3 separate regions of the Gossypium hirsutum genome follow, and all the other regions are linked to region 1. The links are chromatin contacts, called in public Hi-C maps. All regions are on one chromosome and are shown on one strand. Each heading gives the region's core, a stretch centred on a gene start, on an enhancer-like site or on the middle of the called end of the contact. The rest is flanking DNA. Distances are from core to core; before and after follow the strand shown. Region 1 holds the start of LOC107896507 (calcium uniporter protein 2, mitochondrial). Region 2 holds the start of LOC107896533 (NEDD8-conjugating enzyme Ubc12). Region 3 holds the start of LOC107896896 (probable galacturonosyltransferase-like 1).

Region 1 (3,023 bases), core at 270-2,769:
TGACTATGAAGGATGATGAAAGCAAGTAAACAATAAAAAGTGATTAATGCTTATGTCAGGTCAAGTTGAAGCCCATCTTTATCATATGAGGCCATTCCAACCTCTATTCCTCCACCAACCATTTTCCTTGTTCGACAACGCCACCTTTCCGCTCAATAGTTTCGTACATCTCCTCAAATCTAAACATCCAAACACATCTTCCCCAATTCGTTGCCCATTAAAACATAACTCCCATCATCACCCCTCGCCCTCTACCAACTCAAAAGTTGGAGAATATGCATGCAAAACAAAATGTAGAAACATCCAAGGGCTTTATTTATAAAAGCCCAGGAGATTAACTGTGAAAAAAAAGTTGTGATATTTGTGGTCATACTGTAGAAACATCCGAGGGATTTATTTATAAAAAATTTGGGTCCTTCAGTTCAATTCTCAGAAACCATCTCAAATGTGATACGTTTTTAGAGACCTGTAGTAAAAAAAAAATCCTGTTGAAATTAGCAGAAAAAGAAACCCAGAAAATCAGTTTTCGGTAGCTTCTAATGCTAATAATAAGTGAATTGAATTCGGGACCTACTTTTCATCACCATCACCATAAGCATGTAATTTTAATGTATACATATATGCTATCGTTGTAAGCCAAAACATAAATAAGATCTTATCTGCTTTCAATATAAAATTTCAAGAGATAATAAATAGACAAAAAAATTTATCTACCTGTTCCGATCGTAAAACGACGATGTTTCCTAATACGACGACGGTTCCTGATTCATCTAGCAATTTCGCAAACTGCAATCCTTGTTCATGATCCGAACAACTTTCTCCGCAAATCCGAAGAAAGTCGGAATAAGAAATCCAGATTTTCCCTGTCTCTCTCAGCTTCGTTTTCACCACTTCCAACTGCGCCACCTTTAACAACTTCTTCGCTTCCCGAACGGACAGTGCAGGCAGCTCCGAAACCGCCGATTTCGCCTCCAAGTGCGAGCTCAACCCGTCTAACCGGATGCGATCCCTGGACACATCGATTTCCCTTAATCTCTCCATTAAATTCTCCCCCATCGGTAACTTCCTCATCGCCGGTGAAGCCATAGATCCTTTATGAAGAAACCGCCTGAACATGCCATGGCCGTTACCCTTAGCATCTACTGGATCCACCGTCATACCGGTTGCTGCTTTCCCCGTTTTTCTTGCGATCCGCTTCTGAACCGTCGGTGAGGAAATCCGGCAGTTAGTAACAGCTTGCGAAGAAATTTTCGAAATATTAAAAAGCTTCTCTGCCAAGGTTTTCCTCAACGCCATTGCTAGAAATTAAAGAAGCTAACTAATTATCAAAAAGTTGTTGTTGTTGTTGTTTTTTTTTTTTTCTGGGGTGGGGGGGATAGAGTTTAGAAGATTTGAAAGCTTTGCTCGCTTGGTGTTGGCACAATCAATGAAGGTTTTGGCCCGTTTTATAGGGTCCAACAATGGAGGAAGATAAACAGAAAAATAGAAATTTACAAAAAAAGAATGAAAATAACGCGAGAATTTGAGAGATTTGAAAACATACTTCGCACTTTAGATTACTCCCTGCCTTACATTTTCGAGCATGCTTATAGGATCATCTCGTTAGGGGCGATTCTTTTCAATTTATCGGAACGAGAAATTGGAGAACCGATTTCACGAGAGGAAATATCGAAGAGCATGAGCTAATCACACTACACGTGGAGGGTTGAGCTTGAACTACAAATGACCTTTTGAACCGTCAGATCATATGAAAATTTATCATTCGCGCCTTACCTGATGTTGACTTTCATTTTGTAATTCATAAATACTGATTTGTTGAACACGTGTAACATTATTAGCGGAAGAAATCTAGAAGGTGAGAATAAATAGAAGGGTTTGGATTACATGGGAAAATTTCTGTGTGTTTGACGGCAGCTAAGACAGAAGTGGAAAGCAAATCAAGTTTCCTTTTTGGGGTTGGATGGATGAATATAAACGTTCACACAAACGTGTCGCCACATATATTTTGGTATTTATGTAATAAACAAAATCTTTAAAGTTGTTTGCGTTCACGATAAATCCTCAACATTTTATTTTATTTTTCTTTGGGTGACAAAAATTTCGTCAAGGAGTTGATATAACGATTGCCACCTGGTGGCTGTAAGATAATAATAATAAAAAAAAAACAGTATCACAGTCAAAGCATTTGAGGAGTTAATAAAATATGAAAAAGATTTGATGGTTAAAACAAATTTGAAATATTCGTTTTTTATTCACTTTATAATCCCTTAATTATTGAACATTTTAACATAATTATAGCTCACGACTAATTCTAACTCAAATCCTCCCAAGCATTTGTAATCCGACCATATTCTTTTGGTTTTATTGTGGGGAGAAACATATATTCAACCATTCCAAATTGATTCAATATTTACATATCAGTTCTAAAGTGGCTAAATTTATTTTGATCTAAATTTAAAAATGTTAACTTAAATCATTTTAATAACGATTAATGCTAATGATAATAATTTAGATGTACAAAACAATATTATTTGAAACTAAAATAATAATGAATGTGACAAAATTATTTTCCTTATCCATCAAATGAAGCTTAAGTAATGTAAATGTTTCAAGACAGCTTCATGAATATATGTTATTTATTTAAGGATAAAGAAGAAATATAGGAAGGTGATGTGGTGCTTAGATTTTCTTTTTGTTGTTCTTCGAATGCTGGGGTTTAGATTAGATCCATAACCAAATTTGATTCTAGATTCAACACTTATTTTAAAAGATAACATAAAATAAAAAAGAATTTAATCACATGATTAATGTTTTCATCTTAAAAAATACATCTAATTTTCTGCATAATTTAAGATAATATATTAAAACTTTATTTTATATTAATATTAACCTATCAACTTAACCAGATAACTCCTAAATAAGTAGTTGGATCACAATGTTTAAAAGTTTTCTTCAACAATATTTTAAGCAAATCCAACTGATTATAAAAATTATTTTAGGGCACATTTATGAATAAATTAATA
Region 2 (2,940 bases), core at 15-2,514, 150 kb after region 1:
TGCACTTTAATTTTTGAAGTTATTTTATGCATTCTTTATTTCCAAATTTAAGATATTAAATTTTTTTTAATTCTTAGCATTATATGGTTTATAATTTTATTTAAATTGATAAATATTCATATATTGTTTCAAATTAAATGCTAAAATTATGGTCATGGAATAGTCATTGTTTCCATATCATATTGATTTTATATATTTAAGTTAAATAATAATTAAAAATAAATGTAATTTTTTTTAATTTTTAAAAAATAAAAGAAAAACCATTAAAGTTTTTATATATAAATGACATGATTGATTGTATATGGTAATTTATTTCCTAAAATAGTACCCCTCAAGCTATCCTCTCATCCTTTATTTTTTTTCAAGACTTAATTAAAAAATTACCTTCTAAATTATATATGTGTTCACTTAAACCTTTTTTTTTGGTTAAATGTAGCATTTAAACTTAATTACTGTTACTCGATTAACCCTACGTAAACATTATTTGACTTTACCCATTTTTTTAGAATTGAAAGGAAAAAAAAGAAAAAGAAAATCTGAATATTAATATTAAAAAAAAAATTCTCTCCCCGTCCCTCTCTCAGCTCCCTACCACCAGTGGTCTCCCCTCCCCCCTCCTTTTCGTATCAAATTCTTCCCTTGGGCAAAACTTTATATCATGGAATTATTAGTAAACATGGGAAGGAATAGCAAAGGATCCAATCCAATATGGGAATGATGTTTTTCATGGTTTCATCGAGTTCAGGGGGGCTTGCTCTAACTCCCCTGGATATCTCAAGCTAGATTGTGACGCAGCCTTCAACTCTTAGGCTTTTAAAGCGAGCATCGCATAATAATTTATGATTTGATCACAGTGGCAAGTGATCTCCTCCTCGACAATCAAATTAGACAACAAAATTTAAAATGACACTTGGGATTGGATTGGTAAAAATACTTTGTATTCCCACTGATTCGCAATAAATGCAAGTGAATATTAAAAATATAGGTGAAATGTCGTTGAATTTTGAAGCACATTGGTTTGATTACAAATATAAGGCCGCAAAACTGCAGACGCTAGTTTTTCACCAAAGAAAAAAACAAAACAAGTGGGTCCATCCTCCACTCCAGCTTTCGTGTCATTTCCTTTCTCTCTCTTTCCTTTACTTTTCCTTCAGGCATCCATATCCTAAACCCCCTCCTTTTGTCCCTTCTCTTCATCAATTTCCCCTTAGTTTCTGCTTTTTTCTTTAAAACAATAAAGATCCCTTAGTTCCTTCTTTTCTTTCTTCGGCTTTTCCTCCAACAGGTTTGTTACAATATCATAAATCCAACACACTACCTTTTTTTTTCTTTTTTTCTCACTTGCTCTTTTAATCGGCGTTGATTACTTAAGTCTTTTGTTAGATTCATTTTCTCTTTTCTTTAACGATCTCTTCTATTTTTGCAACTAGTTGTATCATGAATTATGATCTGCTAGAATTAATTTCATTTTGAATCTCTTTTTGTTGTTCAAATTCTATTATTGCAAAGATGGGGAAAAAAAGAGGCACTTCTTTTGTTTTTTTAAGTAGTTTTAAATTAGTCTAGTTAAAATAACTTCGGATCAGGTAAATGAGTGGTCTTATTAAAAGAAAATGGATTCTGATCGTCAACAGCTCAAAAGTATGGAAATCGAGTTTGATAATAAAGGCTAGATTTTTCAGTTAGGGTTTGTTAAGAACAAATGTTTTTGTTTTAATGCTTTGGTTTTGAATCTTTAGATTCTGAATGGATATTGCTTTGCTGCGGTAACTGGAATTTGATGTTAAGGCTATGGAAATGAATGGGTTCACTTTAAATTTTAATATATATGTAGGAGTTATGATTCGGCTGTTTAAAGTAAAGGAAAAGCAGAGAGAACTTGCTGAAAATGCAAATGGGGGAGCTCCTACTAAAAAGCAAAGTCCAGGAGAGTTGCGTTTGCACAAAGGTTTGCTTCACATTTATAATGGATTGAGTTGTTTAAATTTCCTTTAGTTCTGTGATAGAGATCCATTATTTTTTATGATTTGGTGCTTTTGGTGTGTTACTGCTAATTTTCTTTAGCTTTACTGATCTATTCAACTATATGTTGTTCTAGCACTGAATCTATTGGCTCAAGCGCATCTGGTGTTTGATCCTAGTGTGATTCTCATGTTTTATTTTGTCTTTCTACGTGTAGATATTTCTGAGCTTAACCTACCCAAATCTTGTGCTATAACATTTCCAAATGGAAAGGATAACCTGATGAATTTTGAGGTTTCAATTCGCCCCGATGAAGGATATTATTTGTAAGGAATTTCTTTCATGCCTCTTATTTTAACACAAGTTTTCTTTTGCTCTCTAGCACAAATTTTTTGGTTAAAGTTTTTGTTTATTGGAGAAGACATGACATGCTTATAAGAGTTTTTTTACGTTCATCTTCTTATATTAATAATGCTATAACAAGTATAAAACTGATTGGCTGCTGCTGTTTCAGCGGTGGCACATTTTTATTCTCCTTTCAAGTTTCTCCCGTCTATCCACATGAGGCACCCAAAGTTAAGTGCAAGACCAAGGTAGACTGGCTTACCTTATTTATATGTTTGTTTTCTAAATTCATGCTGTGGTCTCGCATGCTTTTGGTTATAACCCGGCTTGTATCATGTTGCACTCGAATATCCAGGTCTACCATCCAAATATTGATTTGGAAGGAAATGTTTGCCTTAACATCTTACGTGAAGATTGGAAACCGGTGCTCAATATAAACACTATAATCTATGGTTTATATCATCTTTTCACGGTAATGCCTAATATATTTATAGCCATAATTCAGTGGATTTGCTGCCATCTGATATCTGAATCTTTGAATTTTGTGTGCAGGAACCGAATTATGAGGATCCCCTCAATCATGAAGCTGCTGCAGTGTTGAGGGATAATCCAAAGATGTTTGAATCCAATGTG
Region 3 (2,943 bases), core at 193-2,692, 180 kb before region 1:
GTCTATGAACATTGAAAACCTCCCCCCCCTCCCCCCCAACATTTGCCACCATCTGCAAGAGAGAAACATCTTAATTTTACACTCAAATCTATGTTGTGTGTATGTTCTATGGCCTCATCCAACTAAAAATCTCAGGCCTAGATATGAAAACATAATCATATATAAAAATAATTAAGATACCAAAATTTTAGGACTCCAAGGCAAATGGTGTTTGCAGCAGATCATACGGAGCCCATAAAGCATCCAAAGGACAAGGTCTGTTTGCATCTAATCTCACCCATGGCTTCCCTTTCCCACTCCAATGCAGTAAGCTAACTGGACCAGGATGCAAATTTCTACACAATCCTCTATAGTTATCTCCTCCGAGGCCATGTTGGTTCCACCGGTGATCAACAGGAGCTATATTCCCTGCAAAGACAAGCAAAAACGGTGGCAAGGACCCTAACTCATAGATCCTTATTCTCTTTTGAAGCTCCATCCATTCTATAATCTTGGTAGTGTAATCTCCTTGTCGCCATCTTTGCAAATCTATCACCATTACCCCAGTGTTGAAATAACAGGCTTTGCGTCCGGCAAATGTTAGAGATAACGTTGGGTTTGACCAGAAGGTTGGGGTGAAGTAGGAAGTGAAGTTGGCGTTGCAATACTCCGGTGCAGCTAAAACCGAGCGGTCTCCGAGCGGCGTCGCGGCGAGTTTAGCAATGTCGTCGACGAGGACGAGGTCGGAGTCTAAGTAAACGACTCGGCTGAGACACGGTGGGAGGAGGTTGGCGAGGTAGTTGCGGGCATAGTTGAGAGGGCAGTCAAGCGCTGAGCGGATGGAGGTGGAAATGAGTCCTGACACCTTGGAGGAGTCGTATGGGTAGATTTGGAACTTGAGGGAAGGGAAAGAGCGGGAGATTGTGAGGCGGAGGTGGTGGTGGTTGGCGGTGGCGGAGGGGATGAAGTGGAAGCGGATGTTTTGAGGGCAAGAAGAGTGCTGGAGGGCGGAGAGAATGGCAGCCATTGACCCACGTAAGTAGGCAGCGTCTAGGGTCATTGCAACATGGACAGCTTGGTGGGAGCACATTTCATTGGTGTCCAAGGAAGGGCAAGCGGGAGAGTTGTAAAACTGTGGAGCTTCTTTGAATCTTTGATAATTAGTGGTAGTGGCGGAGGCAGGGGCAGAATTGGTGGCAGTGATGAGGAGGAAGAGGAGGAGAAGAAGGTGGTGTCGGTGGAGGTGATCATGTGGTTTAGGCATTTTGTTGGAGGGAATCCAAGAGGATATTGGAAATTAAGAAAGGGCTATAAAGTGTTTAGACTACGTTTATTAACCTTTTAAGAGTGGGGGCGGGGACGGATCCTTGGTTCCCACGGTGCCAAAAAAGGGGTGATGCAGCCACCCAAAGTAAAGGTTTTTGAAACAATTCAAACTCTCAAGTCTTCGGCTTCACATTTGCTTGTTGCAAAATTTTTTCCCTTTTTATAAAGAAAAAGATCGCATATTGAAAATGAAGCAACATATATTTAAATTTTAAATCTTAAAAATAATCATATGAATCTATTAAATTAATTAAAACCATATATTTACCTTCTTCTTTAATGCTCCTTGTATTGATTGACATAATTACAAAAATTGCAGTCAAGTCAGTTGGTGATTTATATGGTAGTAGGGTTTAATGAGTACAAATATGGTAGCAAATCAAGTCATTACGATATAGTTTCCGTTTTATGGTAAAATATGGAATGTCTTTCATTCAAGATTTCCTAATTAAACATGGTAAGGTTGGGAAAGAAAATACGTTAAAACTAGCTTTTTTACTGTATCTAGAACCCATAATGTCAACATTCTTTCTCCAATTTTCTTGGTTTTCATTCCTTTTCACCATATAAAAAAAAATAGACAAAAAGGGCAGATTGTAGTTAACTTGAATTTACAACGACGTATTATCAACGATCTAGTTGAGCCATCCGCGTCTAGAGAAAGCCCTAGCACAAGAGTTTTTGCCTTCAATCTAAGGATTTGCATGTTCAGCGTAACAAAAAAACAAAATATTAAAAAAAAAATAGTATTATTTTATTCTTTTGGTCTCTAATTTGATCCACATATTCCGTGAAAAATTAAATGCAGAAGCTTACCGGTGTCCTAAAGTTATTATCAAGGCAACGTCGTCCAGTCCAGGTGGCTGCAATATGTGGGTCCATAGAGTGCCACCTAAGCAAGTCATAGGTAATTATTAAAGACAAAACGGAAGTTCACTTTTGTTAGGAGATAGGGACATAGAAACCAAGAAATTGGTGGGAAATGCTTCTCTTAACTAAACATTTTGCCTTCCCTCTCACTCTCGCCTTATCTAACTTCTTCTTGTGTTCTGTCACGAGTATGTGACCTAACATGGGCTCCGACTTCCCATAATTACTAAAACCGTCCACTTCTATTTTATTCTTTTTTGAAAATTACATGCCCATATTCACCATGTTCCATAATAATATCTCCCTTTTTCCTGTATCATATAATATAATGTTATGAAAGCCATCGTTTGTCATATTCGCAAGAATCCAATAAGCCTTTCCAAGTGTTGATTATTATTTCATACATCTTTGATATTTTAAAGTATTATTGCAATTTAGAGAAAAAATGAGTTACACAAAACTTGTAACTTGATTTTCTTGGCCAACATAAAGCTTCTTACCTAATTGGCCTTAATTTATATTATATGCTTACAAGATTAATATGAAAAGGTAGGTAACACAATATATGGGCTAGCTACTTTCGAATTCCATTGTACTCAAATGAGTTAGTTGCCGTTAGTTATTAACACAAAGGATGTGAGTGGGACATGCATGGTTCCCTCTTTCATTAATAGAGTTTACACGAAGCAATTAATAAATTAATAAATAAATAAATAAACCGAAGGCAAAGCTTTGCATGTGCTACACATGACAAACCCCCTATTTCTC

What was found. Hi-C and Micro-C count contacts between places; a contact is called where the count stands out from the background.
Region 2: a contact with region 1 is called in a Hi-C map of leaf, with 2.6 times the contacts expected there. The contact joins the promoter of LOC107896533 here to the promoter of LOC107896507 in region 1. A contact is called at or near these places in 9 of 34 Hi-C or Micro-C datasets (callus, hypocotyl, leaf and 1 more).
Region 3: a Hi-C map of leaf shows a contact between it and region 1, with 3 times the contacts expected there. The contact joins the promoter of LOC107896896 here to the promoter of LOC107896507 in region 1. A contact is called at or near these places in 12 of 34 Hi-C or Micro-C datasets (anther, callus, leaf and 1 more).

The regions. Positions count from the first base shown.
Region 1 is chrA11:28,291,422-28,294,444 of Gossypium_hirsutum_v2.1, reverse strand. It overlaps LOC107896507 (calcium uniporter protein 2, mitochondrial), which reads right to left and starts at 1,519. Exons shown (of 2, transcript XM_016821690.2): 1 at 715-1,519. The coding sequence starts at 1,296.
Region 2 is chrA11:28,145,937-28,148,876 of Gossypium_hirsutum_v2.1, reverse strand. LOC107896533 (NEDD8-conjugating enzyme Ubc12) reads left to right here and starts at 1,264. Exons shown (of 6, transcript XM_016821727.2): 1 at 1,264-1,285; 2 at 1,835-1,948; 3 at 2,180-2,288; 4 at 2,477-2,555; 5 at 2,663-2,779; 6 at 2,860-2,940. The coding sequence starts at 1,840.
Region 3 is chrA11:28,467,447-28,470,389 of Gossypium_hirsutum_v2.1, reverse strand. It overlaps LOC107896896 (probable galacturonosyltransferase-like 1), which reads right to left and starts at 1,442. Exons shown (of 1, transcript XM_041081775.1): 1 at 1-1,442. The coding sequence starts at 1,243. The coding sequence ends at 188.